Linked DNA regions of Mus musculus: all the other regions are linked to region 4. A link is a contact called in public ChIA-PET, Hi-C and HiChIP or PLAC-seq data. All regions are on one chromosome and are shown on one strand. Each heading gives the region's core, a stretch centred on a gene start, on an enhancer-like site or on the middle of the called end of the contact. The rest is flanking DNA. Distances are from core to core; before and after follow the strand shown. Region 1 holds the start of Arhgap30 (Rho GTPase activating protein 30). Region 2 overlaps Slamf1 (signaling lymphocytic activation molecule family member 1). Region 3 holds the start of Cd84 (CD84 antigen). Region 4 holds the start of Ly9 (lymphocyte antigen 9).

Region 1 (3,511 bases), core at 68-2,567, 220 kb before region 4:
CGGCAGGGATTAGTGCCTGTGGTTCTGGAAAGTTCTCTTCCTAGGATGCCTTCACCCACAGAGGTTCTGGGGAGGGGGCTGACAGCTGGAGGAGTCTGGAACCTGGGGTATGAGGTCTGAACACTGGATAAGAGACTAGGGATGGGGGGGCTTGGCTCCCATGGCCCCTCGAATCTTGTCCTCGCTGTGTCTACAGTGGTTTGTACCTTCACGGCGTTGGGACTTGTTGTCAAGGACTCCTGGTTCAGTTGTGTTGAGGGCAGAGGGTAGGTCGCGGGGAAGGTGGAAGTTCAGGTGAAGAGAAAGGGGTGTTGTGGGTGAGGGTGAGAACAGGCCCTTCCCCAGGGGTTTCTGAGTCATTAATCCGGGGCTCTCTGGCACTTTGTATGTGTGGAGCCTGGGGTAAGATGTTTGTTTTTCTTTAGCCTGCCCAAACTTACGCAGTCAGAATACTGGGATTTAGTATCCAACCCTTGTGTGGCCTGAAATCTGCTGGTCTAAAGGAGAAACTCTCATTTCATTCCCAAGCAGCCCAGGACTTATGGACCCCAAGGATCTGGGGTCTTAGTATGTATATTTCATGTAAATATATGTATATTTGTACATAAAATGATATTCTGTTTTTAAATAAACAGATAAAACCTTTTTTTGTCTGATTCCTGTCTTGCCCCTTGAACTGGGTAAGTCACAAGTGCTATGGACTGAGTCTCTATGTGATTCCCTCCCAGGGAAAGGGCCCAGATACAGCTAAGAAAGGAGCAAGTGGCTTTCAAAAGACATTGTAACCATTTCTGAGAGCCCTCAGGTAGGGCCGTGTGGACATAACCTCCTTTTGGGGAAGCCAGTGCCTTAGTTTCTAAAGTGGTTCTAATCTGACTGTACTGGAAACTTCCAGCAGCTGTGTGGGGTGGTCAGCCGTGTACCCTTTGACAGACAAAGAAACTGAAACTCAAAGTCACCTGGTCTGTGTCCTCATTTTCAAATGTACAGCGACTGGAGGCTCAGTGAAGTAATGTGACCTGACCAAGATGGCAGGGTCATCAAAGAATCCCCCACCCTGGGTATGTTCTTCGTGGTCCTTTCCTGCCGTGCTCACAGGCAAAGCCTCGGGTCTCTGTCCCACCTAGAGATTTCGGTCTCTAGAAATGGCAGCCACCTGCTCACACCCCAGGCACCCTTACTCCACCCCGAGATTCTGACATCACCTTCTGCTGTGACCAATGAATGGAGTCCCAGCAATGATGAGGATGTGAATGCCAGCTACCTCCCCCACCCGAGGCCTGTGGTTGCAAAGATGCTCTAACAGGAAGCGGGTTTGAGGAGCTGCACAGCTTCCTGCTCCCCCTCGAGCTGCACAGGACGAGAAGGGCTAGCGCTCAGCTTGGCCACGAGACACAGCTTCATGCCAGGGTTCTGGTAGCTTCCTCTTCCATATCTACTTCCGTGTGGCCCCAGGGGCCCCCCAGAGGCAAGCGCTGCTGTCCCTTGCCCAGGCCACCCTCCACCTCCAGTTTGGAGCCCTGCCCCCCCTGGGGCTGGGCCAAGCCCAACTACTGACTGGGATTCCATGGGGGACTGGTAGGTCAAAGGTCTTGGGGGACAGAGATCCCGGGGGGCCCTGGTCATGAAGTCTCGGCAGAAAGGAAAGAAGAAGGGCAGCTCTAAGGAACGGGTGTTTGGGTGTGACCTACGTGAGCATCTACAGCACTCGGGCCAGGAAGGTAAGGAGGTCAATTGGAACGGGGCAGCTGGGTGGCTGGATTGCCATGCAGACGCCAACCTTGTCTTCTCCGTTGGGCAGAATGAGCTCTTAGGGAACGGGCAGTGGCCCAGGATCACCACACCTGAGATCTAGGCAAAGGCAAGACAGGAAATGTGGCTCAGAGAAGAAGATGGAGAGGTGCCCTTCTGCGGTAGTTAGGGACCGGGTAGCTGAGAACTCGAGGATGGGAATGCCGAGGGAATGTGTCCCGGGGTGGGGTGGGGGATGAGATTTGGAAAATCTGGAGAGGTGGATGAATCAGATGAGAGAATGGAGACTGGGGACAGGGTGGAGGGAATGGAGGTCGGATGCCAGAAGAATGGCTGAAGGGATAGTTGGTGGAACACTAAGTGGAGATACAGGTAAGAAAGGGCCCAGCGAGTCTGAGGATAGAACTTGCGGAGGGGAGAGGAAGGCATTCTAACTGGAGAACAGCACCAAGGGACAAGGACCTAGCCCTTCTGCACCTTTGCTGGGCCACAGGAGTGGGGGCAGCAGGGAGGAGTGACACTCTTCTTTAAATTGCTTGCAAAGAAGAAACCCGTTGATGGTAGACTGCACCGGGAATGCGGGAAAAGTGAACCAGACTGCTTCAGCCCTGGTTTGAAGTGGGGAGTGGAAACTACAATAAAGAGGGGTGTGCACCCAGTCTGGAGCTCCCTCTGCAGTGGGCCTGGGAGCTCATCACTGTGTAGGACATGCAGTCACCACTCAGAACCAGGCCTTAATTTGTTCTGAAATTGATCAGTGCCGACCCGACTACACTGCCCAGCTTGTTTTCAGCACGCAGAGCAACTTAACAAAAAAAGGGGGCACAATTCTGCCCCCCTCCACTCCACCCCACCCCAATCTGTCATTTCCTCTTTGTCCCCCTTCTCTGGTTGCCTGCAGTGAAGGGAGGGTGGTGGTGGTTCCCAGCTCATTTCCTGCTCTTGGCCCCGCCCTTGTGTCCCCAGACACCTCCTTCCCCTTTTCTCCTCCATCAGAGGGCCCCAACCCTACCAGCCTCCATTAAGGGAAAGCCCAGGCCCTAAGAAATAGTTAAACAGATGAGGTAGGCTTTTCTGTGCCTTCTTCTCTGTGAGCAGGCCTGGCTCCTTTATAATTGTTCCACTCTAGACAATTAATCTTTCTTTTTTAAAGTTATTGCTCACCTTATTTAGGTATTTTGTGTACATACTGGGGAGGGGCACATTCGTTCCAGGGCAGGTGGGAGGTCAGAGGACAACTTGAGAGGATCAGTTTTCTTTTCCTAGCCTGTGGGTCCCAGAGGTGAACCTGGGGTCATCGGGTTTGACAGCAAGCACCTTTACCCACTGAACCATCTCACAGGTGATATTTATTTTTGTCCTGTGTAAGTGTGTGGCTGCATGTATCACGGGGCATGGGTGAAGGTCGGAGGGCACATTTTGGAAGCTTGTTCTCTCATCATGTGGGTCCCGGGGATTGAACTAAGGACTTCAGGATTGATCGCAGGCATCCTTTACCCTCTGACATGGATGATGAAAACATTTTTTTGAGATTTATTTACTTTTAACATATATATGATACATATATACATATATATATATATGAATTTTTTGCCTGCTTGAATGTCTGTGATGCACTGGTGTGACATGCCCATGGAGGATAGGAGAGGGTGTCAGATTCTCTTTGGAACTGGAGTTATAGACAATTGTTAGCTGTCGTGCGGGTGTTGGGAACTGAACCCAGGTCCTCTGGAACAATAGTCAGTTCTCTCTCTTTTTT
Region 2 (3,485 bases), core at 229-2,728, 180 kb after region 4:
TTGTGGTGACCCCCAATCATAAAGTTATTTTTGTTGAAACTTCCTATCTGTAATTTTGCTGTTATGAGCTGTAATGTAAATATCTGTGTTTTCCAAAGGTCTTAGGAAAGACCACGTGAAGGGGTCAAGACTTACAGGCTGAGAATCACTGGTTTCTCACTTTGTAGTTGCAAATGGAAGTTGCGAATTTTTAAGGCATTGCTTTTACATTGACGAAACAGCTATTGAGGTTTTACCGTGTAGAGAATAGACTGGGGTCAGCAAGAGACAAAAGAAAAAGAAATTAGTTATAGGAGAACATTATGACAACAATCCATCCATACGTGCTGGGGCCTGGGTCAAAGCAGCAACTGTTAGTGTAACAAAGACTTCTTATGCAGTGTGCTCCAAGGGAGACCTCCGTCCTGGAATGAAACTTCAGGGTAGGCTGACGGTTCATCAGACATTGCAATCAGTAAGTCGGGAGAGTTGGTTTTGAGGACATTTTCACTTTAATGGAAGAAAACCTCAAAGTCACTCATGATACTCTAAGAACAAATATAGTGTGATATTGGCACACCCTTTTGATGTGAGGCTGAGCTGTGCATGGGTGTGTTTGTTCCTTGGGAAGAAGTTTCAATGACATTTGTCTAGGCCCACAGTCATATAATCATCCCTGATCCAGTGGCCACTTAGAAATTGTGTACATCGTCAATGTCCATTATAATACAGTCTCTTATGCCAAGGCCTACATTCCTGGGCTTTACCTTTATATGAAGCATGCAAACATGGGTTGACAGGTGTGGGACTGTGTGGGGCTTGCTGCTGTCCTTAATCAGTATGTTTTGAAAGTATTATGTCTGTGTAAGGATGATTGATTCAAAATCTTAAATATTCAGCGAGAAGGGAATGCCCCTGGAGGCCCACACTAAAAAGAAGAACTTTTTTCAAGAAATTATCAAAACACTGGCTCAGTGGAAGAAAAGGCTGACACTGGGGCTCCACAGTGTCCCCTACCCCAGTCTAGCAAAGTCTCATTTCCATAGTCGCCTAGACATTCCGTGCCCATGGTTATGTCCTCTGCAATATCAGCCCCATCAAGCAAACCTGACAATAGTGGTGAAAGGTAGAGGTGGAACACTTCGAGTCAGTTACAGCCTCATTATGTGGCCATACCTCTTACCAGGAAAGCTAAGCAGTACAGTTGTTAGCTGGGCAACTGTGTGTCCAGAGCTGACTCATTCTGCCAGGAAAGGATAGGAGAAATGATTGGTTGGTATCCTTTGCAACATTATCTAGGTGGAACAGGCTGCTGTGGAGGGTGTTTCCAGAAGGTTTGGGTTCCATATAATAACTTTCTTAGATGTTCCCAGACTTGAAATTGGTATCCTCCTCCCATCCCCCAATTCTCACTGGAAACTACCACTAAGAAGGCATCTCTTGAAGAGTGTCAACTTCTTCAAGGAGCTGTGCTCCATGCCAGAAACCTTGCTGAGAAAAACCACATGAAAGGCCGGAAAGAGATCCGGTACTCTCAGACCGTTATGTGAGCATCTCAGAGGCTCCTGGGATGAACTACATTCGTTTCTTGGGTTCTGTTTTGTTTTCTTTTTCTGTTCCTTAAATAATATGATTTAAGGACTTGAAGGGAGAGAAGCTTTTGTGTTGCTGTGACAACCAATTTTCAAAGACTAAAAGGAAAAGAAGATTGCTAGCATTTTCCTTGGAGGGAGGTGTGGCTCTGTGCAGGTTTTCTTGTTCAACTCACATCTAATACCGCAGAAGGACTACAGGGTAGAGATTCATGTAAAGTACTTGCTCCTCTAAATAGCACAGGTGTTTTCAGTCAGCCCACTTAGCTGACTCTGAGGGGTTTCTGCAGGGAGAAAGGCATCATACTTTTGGTTTAAAAAAAAAGGAAAGGAAAAAGGAAAGAAAGAAAGAAAAAGAAAGAGAGAGAGAAAGTTAGTTGAGATACTGTTTCTTTGTGAATGAAGGGCCTGTAGAGCCAAGGACTTTTATCAGATTTCTGAGAACCACCATCCTGAGAGGCCTCACTACATGAATGAGCAACAGGAGAGGGAGAGAGAGAGAGAGAGAGAGAGAGAGAGAGAGAGAGAGAGAGAGAGAGAGAGAGAGAGAGAGAGAGAGAGAGAGAGATCTTCTGGTTTGGAAATGGGAGCATAGGTCATGTGTTGTGGGTGCCTCCAAAAAGCACATTTTTCCAGATTCATGTTGTTATTACAAAGCTATGTCAGATAGGTCATTGGTACTTTCTTTGTCTCAGGGCATTCAGAAAGTAACCCAGCATGCCTTCTGAGACCTTCATGTATTTAGCACTCTGATAATTTTTAACAAAAGAATACGTGTCAGTTCTCTATGATCCATTTGTATTCAGTCATTTAAGTTCATCAAATGTATATAGAGTGTCTTCATATTCTATATCTGGTGAAATAAGAGAGTGTATTTTTTAAAAAAAGGAATAGACCCAGAGACTACCTTTAAAGATTTTTTTTTTTTTATCTAAGTGGGAGTTTGGTGACAAAGTGCATTTTACTAGATGAAAAACCATTATTTTAAAGAGACTACTACTAAAATTTCTAACTGGAAGGTTCATAGTACTTAAGACATAGGAATATAGATGTGGCCTGGATGATCTGAGAAATGGGAAGATACTGTTCATACAGAAGATGAGCAGCAGCTAAGGGAACAGGCACCTGCCTCTTATACTGGGGAGGCTGAGATAGGATGCTTGCAAGGCTACTCAGCACCTTCTAGGCCAGCCTAGCCTCAAAGAAAGAGCCCCTCTCAGCAACAATGACAAAAAGAAAGAGGAAGGAGGGAAAGAAGGAAGGAAGGGAGGGAGGGAGGGGGAGGAGAGAGGGAGGGAAGGAGGAAGGGAGGATGAAAGAGAAAGAAAGAAAGAAAGAAAGAAAGAAAGAAAGAAAGAAAGAAAGAAAGAAAGAAAGAAAGAAAGAAAGAGAGAGAGAGAGGGGGGGGGAGGGAGGGAGGGAGGGAGGGAGGGAGGGAGGGAGAGGGAGGGAGGGAGGGAGAGGGAGGGAGGAAGGAAGGAAGGAAGGAAGGACGAAAGAAAGGAAGGAAGGAAGGAAGGAAGGAAGGAAGGAAGGAAGGAAGGAAGGAAGGAAGGAAGGAAGGGAAAGGAAGAGAGAAAGGTCTGAGTCTATCAGGTGATGGATGGGAGCTTTTTCCCAGTTCACAGTAGAATCTGCTCCTTGAGACGTTTCGGATCTTCTGCAGATGGCTGAAACACACAGAATCTTGGTGTAGCGTTCTTCCATTTTGCCTTTGTTTAGTGTAGAAATAGATGGAAGGATCAATCCTTGCACAAGAACAGCACAGAGAAAGGCAAGCAGTGCAATAGGAACAAGCCTCAGGAAAGCATTTCCAGATTTGGCAACTGTGAGCAATCTGACCCAAACAACCTACAGAAGCAGCACGGTGTCCTTATGTGTCTGAGCTCCTCAGGGCTTAGCTCATGGTCAATG
Region 3 (3,196 bases), core at 213-2,712, 230 kb after region 4:
AGAAAATGCATTACAGTTGGATCTCATGGAGGCATTTCCCCAACCAAAGCTCCTTTCTCTGTGATAATTCCAGCTGTGTCAAGTTGACACAAAACTAGCCAGTACAACACATTTAGTTGCAGAGGCCTTACACTGCATATTTATTTTTCTTAAGCTTTTCATTTTCAGCATCAATTCAGTTTGATTTTTCTTTCATATTTCCATTTCTTTATTTAATTCCACTTTCATATCTAACAATTAGCTTCCTATATCATTATTAAACTTTTATTCATGTCTACTTTCATTTCTTTAAGCGGGCCTTCATATCTTTGAACATGTCAAGAAGTGAGAATATATTCATAATCACTCTATGGAAGTTTATGTCTAAGTCACGTCCATTAAGAGTTGCTACTCCGGGGAGTGTAGTTTAAGGAAGAGACAGGTTTGGTTACTTTTTGTTTTAAAGGTATGATTGTTTGTATGTATGTCTGTGCACCACATGTGTGCAGTGCCTTCTGAGATCAGAAGACAGTGTTTGATCCCCTGAAATGAGAGTTACAGACAGTTATAGGTGCTGAGAATCAAAACCAGGTCCTCTGAAAGTGGGAGCAGTGCTAACCACTGAGCCATCTCTCCAATACAAGTTATTTTAGTTTGTATTTGTGTGTCTGTGTCTGAGTGTCTGTGTGTGTGTCTATGTGTGTCTGTGTGTGTGTCTCTGTGTATGTCTGTGTGTGACTCTGTGTGTGGTGTGTGTGTATCTGTCGATTCATGCCTATTTGGTGTTCTGTGTACATTTCACTATTTCCCTAAATGTGGAACTATTTTTACTATGGTTTTGTGGAAAATATTTTTTACACCTTTAGCATGCAATTCAACTTCTTTTACTCCATAATTCACAAATTTGCTCTTTCCATGTTGTCCTAAGTATATCACACATTTTACACACTTATATTAAACCAGTCACTGTCTTTGACCTAATATCTCAGTCCCTTACTATGTCTTCCATCCCTGTTACTTTTTTTGTTGTGTGTGTCTGTCTGTGTATGTGTGTCTGTGTGTGTCTCTGTATACGTGTGCCTGTGTGTGTCTCTGTGTGTGTGTGCCTGTGTGTCTCTGTGTGTGTGTGGTATGTGTGTCTGTCTGTGTGTCTGTGTGTGTCTCTGGGTGTGCTGTGTCTGTGTGTGTGTGTCTGTGTGTAATATGTGATTTTAAAGTGGAGCTCTCAGCTCAGGTGTCAAGGTCAGTTTCTCTTGAGTCAATTTTCTTGTTTCCTTGAGTATTTGCAATGTTCCAGAGGGTTATGGTACAGTTGAGGTGTCATTTCTCTCTGTGCTTGGACTACTAAGGTCTGTGTCTCTAGTCCTCCTCTGAGAGCAGGGTATCATCTTCAGCACCAGTCATGACCAGGAATCGGCTCATTTACTGCTGGATGGTTTGTGGTGTCTCCCGTGTTCCTTTTCTGGTTCCACAAACCCGTCTCAGTGCTTGGAGTTCCTCTGTGACTGACCACTTCTTCCTTTTCTGTCTGATGGTGAACACCTTTCTGGACCAGCTCTGGACCAGAATCTGATGTTATGCTCTGGGAAGGGGTCCTCTGGATCTAGTTTGCCTCTGGGTCTGACTTCAGATCCATTGAGGGCTCTATCTTTGGCTTGCTATCTGGAAATGTGTGTCTGCCTTTTGGAATCTGACATACTTGCACTGAGAGTGCAGAGTGGGTCTTGGGGTGCTCAGCTTAGCTGCGCTTGTCTCACTAAGGGGTCCATGCGAGGCAGGTGTAGAGACAATTGGTGCTGATTCATGACGTGAGTGGGGGAGTTAATGTAACTAGGTGATGGTGGGTCAGTGGGAGAGATACAGCAATCTCCAGATCACAGATGCTGACTTTATAGGGCCAGTGGGCAGGAGGCAATGGATGCAAACATGGAGACACTGAACTCAAAGACTATGGCTTATTCTTGTGATTCAAAATACAATTAACCCCTTGCCTAAAAATACTAGTTCATTCTTCATATTTGTCTCAGCTACATTGTCAATTCCTTTCAGAAATCTCCCTAACTTACCCTAGCCTGGAGTAGATGCCTCCACCCTGCATTTCTTCCTGCTGCAGCATATATCACCATTTACTGAAATTTCCTGTATAATTATCAATCCCTCTATAAAGAATATAAACTCCACAAAGGGAACTCATTACTTTATAGCTACTGATCAACATCCATGATATGTCTGGCACATAGTAGGCACTTAATAAATATTTGTTGGATAATTAATAATGAATATGCACTGCTGTTGTATAATGGAAAACACTAGTAAGTAGGTTAAGAAGTAACACATCTTAATCAGCTCACACTTCCTCCCTCCAGCTCCGGAAACACCACACTGAAGTGAAAGCAGCTACCACACCAGTTATTTTTCCTCAGAAGACTGGAGTCTGACTGGACATGGCCCAGCGCCATCTGTGGATCTGGTTCCTTTGCCTACAAACCTGTGAGTTCTGAACCTTGTTAGTATTGAAGTCCTACTATGTCATAACTTTTTAGAAAATACACATGGGAGGGCAGGGACGTGTCCCTTTGATCTCGTTTCAGCAGAATTTCCTGGGCTTTCTGTTCATATTACACTCAACCTACTGAACTAGAGTGAGACCTTAAGACCCAAGCAATGTGCTTCATCACATTAAACCAGTCTTCTTTCACTTTCTGTCCCCTTTCCTACCTATGCCTTCAACTCCTGGTCCCTCCTCTTCCTATTGTCCTATGGGTTGTTGCACTGTTTATTTGGGTTAAGTTTTTGGTTTCCAGCATCATTTCAGCTTGATTTTCCTTTTGTATTTCCATCTGTTTATTCTCTTGTCTTAACTGGTATGATCTGTGTATGCCTGGGACATAGTAGGCATTTAATAAATATTTGTTAGGTAGTTAATTAATTACTTAATTAATGCTCTCACTGGAGTCACATAATGGAAATCACTAGCAAGTAGGCTAAGAACCAATGGTTCATTTTTGTTTCTTTGCCCCTATTTGTTGAAAATAGAAGATTTTTCATACCATATGTCCTAGTTAGAGTTTCCCCTCCCTAAACTCCTCCCAGTCCCTCTCCACCTTCCCCCCTTCTACATCTACTCCCTTTCTGTCTCTCATTAGAAAAGAGCTGACTTCTAAACAACAAAAAAAATGTCAAAATAAAATATAATATGATGATTTTTTTTCTAGTT
Region 4 (3,496 bases), core at 235-2,734:
TTCCATGCCACTGTGCTAAGCATGACTCTCTCACTGTTTTCAAGCTTGAAAATGTCTTTATCAGCCTACCTTCCATCATCTAGGAGATCCCAGACTGTCTTTGGCTTAGTCATGTCAAGCTTGGGGTTGGGCAGAGATGGTATCATTTGTTTTGCTTTGTTTTGGTTTTAAGTACAGTCCATATTTCTGATAAATATTGTTATCAAAGCTTTTAAGAGCTCAGGTGTTTGGTCAACACAACTCATTTTCCTATGAAGACTCTGCGGTATCTGTTGCATGACCCCAGTCTAGATCCCCCGATTCCAGGGCTCCTGAGGCTTTGTAGAGTACTCTAGGAATTTAGATCAAATCAGACAAGATCTGAATCCTGGCTACTTCAAGAATTCTGGGTGCAAAAATTATAAGATAAAAAGAAGACAAAGAAGTGTAGCTGTAGGGCTGGAGAGATGGCTCGGTGGTTAAGAGCACTGCTGTTCCAGAGGTCCTGAGTTCAATTCCCAGCAACCACATGGTGGCTCACAACCATCTGTAACGGGTTTTGATGCCCTCTTCTGGTGTGTCTGAAGAGAGCAATGGTGGTGTAGTCATATCATAAAATAAATAAATAAATCTTAAAAAAAAAAGAAGTGTAGCTGTAGCCTAAAGGGAAAGGAAGAGAAGAAGGAGAAGGAGAAGGAGGAGAAGGAGGAGGAGAAGGAGGAGGAGGAGGAGGAGGAGGAGGAGGAGGAGGAGGAGGAGGAGGAGGAGGAGGAGGAGTCACGTTGTCTAGGGTCACCTGGGCATATGAAGCTTCTATGGTCCAGGGGATACAAGAATTAAGACAGGAAGTAGAAAGAAAATCTAACAGTGTTTGTGCCCCCGGAGGCTGCAAGGTGGCTTGTCATCAGAAGGGTTTGCTCTGATTGCTCTGTGAATTTGTATACATTACACAGAAAACAAACCGGAGACAGTGAGTATGAAGGAAACATGGTTTGAGACTGGGCTAGAATATTACCTCCTCATGGTGATTCAATGTGTTTGTTCTCTCTCTCTCTCTCTCTCTCTCTCTCTCTCTCTCTCTCTCTCTCTCTCTCTCTCTCTCTCTCTCTCACACACACACACACACACACACACACACACACTGCATACATACTCTTACATATGTACAGTTCTCAAAATAAAGTATAGTTGCAGAGTACTTACCTAAGGAAGGTAATTTCCTGATTTTACCACAAGAATCTATCTTCCGGGCAGAAGCCCAACCTCAGAGACCGCGTGTAGCAAGCAGAACTTACCCATGAGTAGGAAGAGGAGAGGAATCCAAAGAATGGGAGAAAATATCTGCTGCTGACTCATTCTTGGATTTTCAGAGAGTGGACCTAGAGCCCAGTCACACCAATATCTCTTTAGATCCGCCATGATGGTGTACTTCCAGATTTCAAATTAAAGGAGATGCACTTACCACAACTTCCTGAAGTATGTGAGTGCACGCGCATGCGTGGTTTGTGGTGCACGGTTTGTGGCGTGTGTGTGTGTGAGTGTGTGCATGTGTGCATGTGTGTCCCAGGAAGAGCTGTTTATATTGAGCACGACAGACTCCTGCATCTGCTCAGACTGAGGGAGAGGTCCCAAGCACATCCAGATCCTGCAAGGAAATTGTAAACCAGTGCTGGGCTTCACTTGTTTCAGTATCAAAGATGAGCTCTAACCATGAATCTAAAGATGTCTACTAAGTATCCTCACTTCTGGACATTACTGTCCTCTTCTTGGATTCAGGCTGAGATTAGTGGCTTCTTATAGTGAATAGATGTGACAGAGCTAGTGATATGTCACTTCTGAATACAGGACAAGAGAAAGGCTGTGGCTTCCATCTCTTTCTTTCCCATTTCCAATTCCCCCATTTTCTTCTCTCCTTCCTCTAATTCATGTCATGTGTGTGTGTGTGTGTGTGTGTGTGTGTATGTATATGATATATATATATATATAATGTAGGTTCTACATAGGAAAGAAATTATGAATATCTTTCTGAACCTGGAATATTTCCCTCAATATAATGATCTCTAGTTCTGTTGATTTTCTTGAATGTCTCATTTTCTTTATAATTGAAGAAAAATGCTGTTTTGTTCGTATACGTCATTTTTCCTCTATTGATGAACATCTAGGCTGAGTCCCTAAGTTGGTTATTGTTAATAGTGCCTCAAGAAATGTGGCTGAATATCTCTGCCCTATGCACAGGGATTTTGATTTATGATGCAGAAAAGAATTTCAGGACAAGTCAGTCAGAAGCAAAGTTAGTTTAAATGAGAAAAGAATGTGCACTCTAAGAGAGATGGAATCCAGGGTGATGTGTACCTCAGTACCTTGGCAGTAACTATACATATCTGATTTTGTGGATTTTGGAGTTACATTGTTTGAACCATACAGGCTATACATGGGGTTAAAGAGTAAGTAAAAATATTCTGGTATGCATATTTTATATAAAACATTTTCCTTTTGTAGATGAGATTATGAGGTGGTGTGTAACTTTCATTGTGTCGGTTTCCAGATAAGAAAGGAATATTGACAAGATAAGAACATAGACCACAAGACTCAAGGGAATTCCCTCTGTGTGTGGGTGGCACAGAGGTCAACATTGTATTTTGACTGTAAGCATGATTCATTAATTGTCTTAAGAATCTTGGTTGTGGTATTTTCTCAGAAAGGGGAACATAAATCCTTTGCAGGCCATCTTACAAGTGGCTTCATGAGCTGTGTTGAGATTTTTGACTCTTAGCCTGTATGAGATGGGTGAGATGACTTATACCCAGTGAAGTCACCCTTTCTTGAGTTTTCCAATCAAACAACAGAGATTTCGTAAATCAATCAATTGATCAATGTCCAATGGAGAAATCAGCTTACTGGGTACATCTGGCTTGATCCAGCTTTAACTTCCCTCCACCATTATTCCACACCAGCAGTGCCTATTGCTCTAGATGTTCCTTGAATCCGTGAAAAGGCTCCAGGAAGTTCTTTTGGGGGGTAGTGTTCCTTCTCTATGGCTCACACTGGGGATTTTCCCCTGGTTAGGTCTAAGACAGCCATGGGTAGGGAAGCTGGGAGAAGGGTTTCCAAAGCCTTCCTCTGCCTCCTCTTCTTCTGCAGGGTTGCCTGAGTCCTGAGGAGAGGGATTGGATGAAGACAACCGAATTTGAGCTGAGTGTTTTCTGCTGTCTTGCTCTCGACACATTGCTTGGCTGTGGGTCTCTGTGTTTGTTCCCATCTTCTGCAGGAGGAAGCTTCTCTGAAGATGACTGAATAAGGCACTGATCTATAACCATGACAGAACACTGTTAGGAGTCATTTTATTGCTATATTCCTCTAGCAGAACACTAGTATTTGGTTCACCCCTAGGAGTCTGACATATTTGGTCTCAAATTCTTGGCCATCTATGCAGTGTTTGGGTATGGCTTCCATCTTATGGGGTGGGCCTTGGTTGGTTACTCCCAGAATCTGTGTGCCACTATGGCACCTGCATATC

What was found. Hi-C and Micro-C count contacts between places; a contact is called where the count stands out from the background. ChIA-PET counts read pairs in DNA pulled down with a chosen protein or histone mark. HiChIP or PLAC-seq counts read pairs in DNA pulled down with a chosen protein or histone mark.
Region 1: a contact with region 4 is called in an RNA polymerase II ChIA-PET map of memory CD8 T cells, with 175 read pairs. The contact joins the promoter of Arhgap30 here to the promoter of Ly9 in region 4. A contact is called at or near these places in 3 of 39 promoter capture datasets (hematopoietic stem and progenitor cells and liver), 3 of 484 Hi-C or Micro-C datasets (CD8 T cells, embryonic stem cells and regulatory T cells), 5 of 115 datasets of contacts at active chromatin or transcription factors (bone marrow-derived dendritic cells, effector CD8 T cells, large pre-B cells and 2 more) and 1 of 9 other capture datasets (liver).
Region 2: a contact with region 4 is called in a Hi-C map of Th1 cells, with 2.0 times the contacts expected there. The contact joins the enhancer-like site here to the promoter of Ly9 in region 4. A contact is called at or near these places in 2 of 39 promoter capture datasets (embryonic stem cells and stem cell-derived epiblast-like cells), 4 of 484 Hi-C or Micro-C datasets (CD4 T cells, Th1 cells, nephron progenitors and 1 more), 1 of 115 datasets of contacts at active chromatin or transcription factors (effector CD8 T cells) and 1 of 9 other capture datasets (embryonic stem cells).
Region 3: a contact with region 4 is called in an H3K27ac HiChIP or PLAC-seq map of microglia, with 7 times the contacts expected there. The contact joins the promoter of Cd84 here to the promoter of Ly9 in region 4. A contact is called at or near these places in 7 of 39 promoter capture datasets (the HPC-7 cell line, embryonic stem cells, erythroid cells and 4 more), 5 of 115 datasets of contacts at active chromatin or transcription factors (bone marrow-derived macrophages, double positive thymocytes, effector CD8 T cells and 2 more) and 3 of 9 other capture datasets (adipose tissue, liver and pancreatic islet).

The regions. Positions count from the first base shown.
Region 1 is chr1:171,387,643-171,391,153 of GRCm38.p6, forward strand. It overlaps Arhgap30 (Rho GTPase activating protein 30), which reads left to right and starts at 1,318. Exons shown (of 12, transcript NM_001005508.2): 1 at 1,318-1,721. The coding sequence starts at 1,625. Nectin4 (nectin cell adhesion molecule 4) reads left to right here. Exons shown (of 9, transcript NM_027893.3): 9 at 1-645.
Region 2 is chr1:171,781,228-171,784,712 of GRCm38.p6, forward strand. All of the region lies in intron 3 of Slamf1 (signaling lymphocytic activation molecule family member 1), which reads left to right. Among named protein-coding and RNA genes, the nearest start is that of Slamf1, 16 kb to the left of the region's middle. Within about 2 kb of position 1,479, at least 32 of the 459 cell types and tissues checked have an H3K27ac peak or open chromatin away from gene starts, as enhancers often do. A contact at or near this core is called in Th1 cells, effector CD8 T cells and regulatory T cells, where this site is marked.
Region 3 is chr1:171,838,235-171,841,430 of GRCm38.p6, forward strand. It overlaps Cd84 (CD84 antigen), which reads left to right and starts at 1,463. Exons shown (of 9, transcript NM_013489.3): 1 at 1,463-1,564; 2 at 2,346-2,469. The coding sequence starts at 2,424.
Region 4 is chr1:171,605,926-171,609,421 of GRCm38.p6, forward strand. It overlaps Ly9 (lymphocyte antigen 9), which reads right to left and starts at 1,485. Exons shown (of 10, transcript NM_008534.3): 1 at 1,275-1,485. The coding sequence starts at 1,398.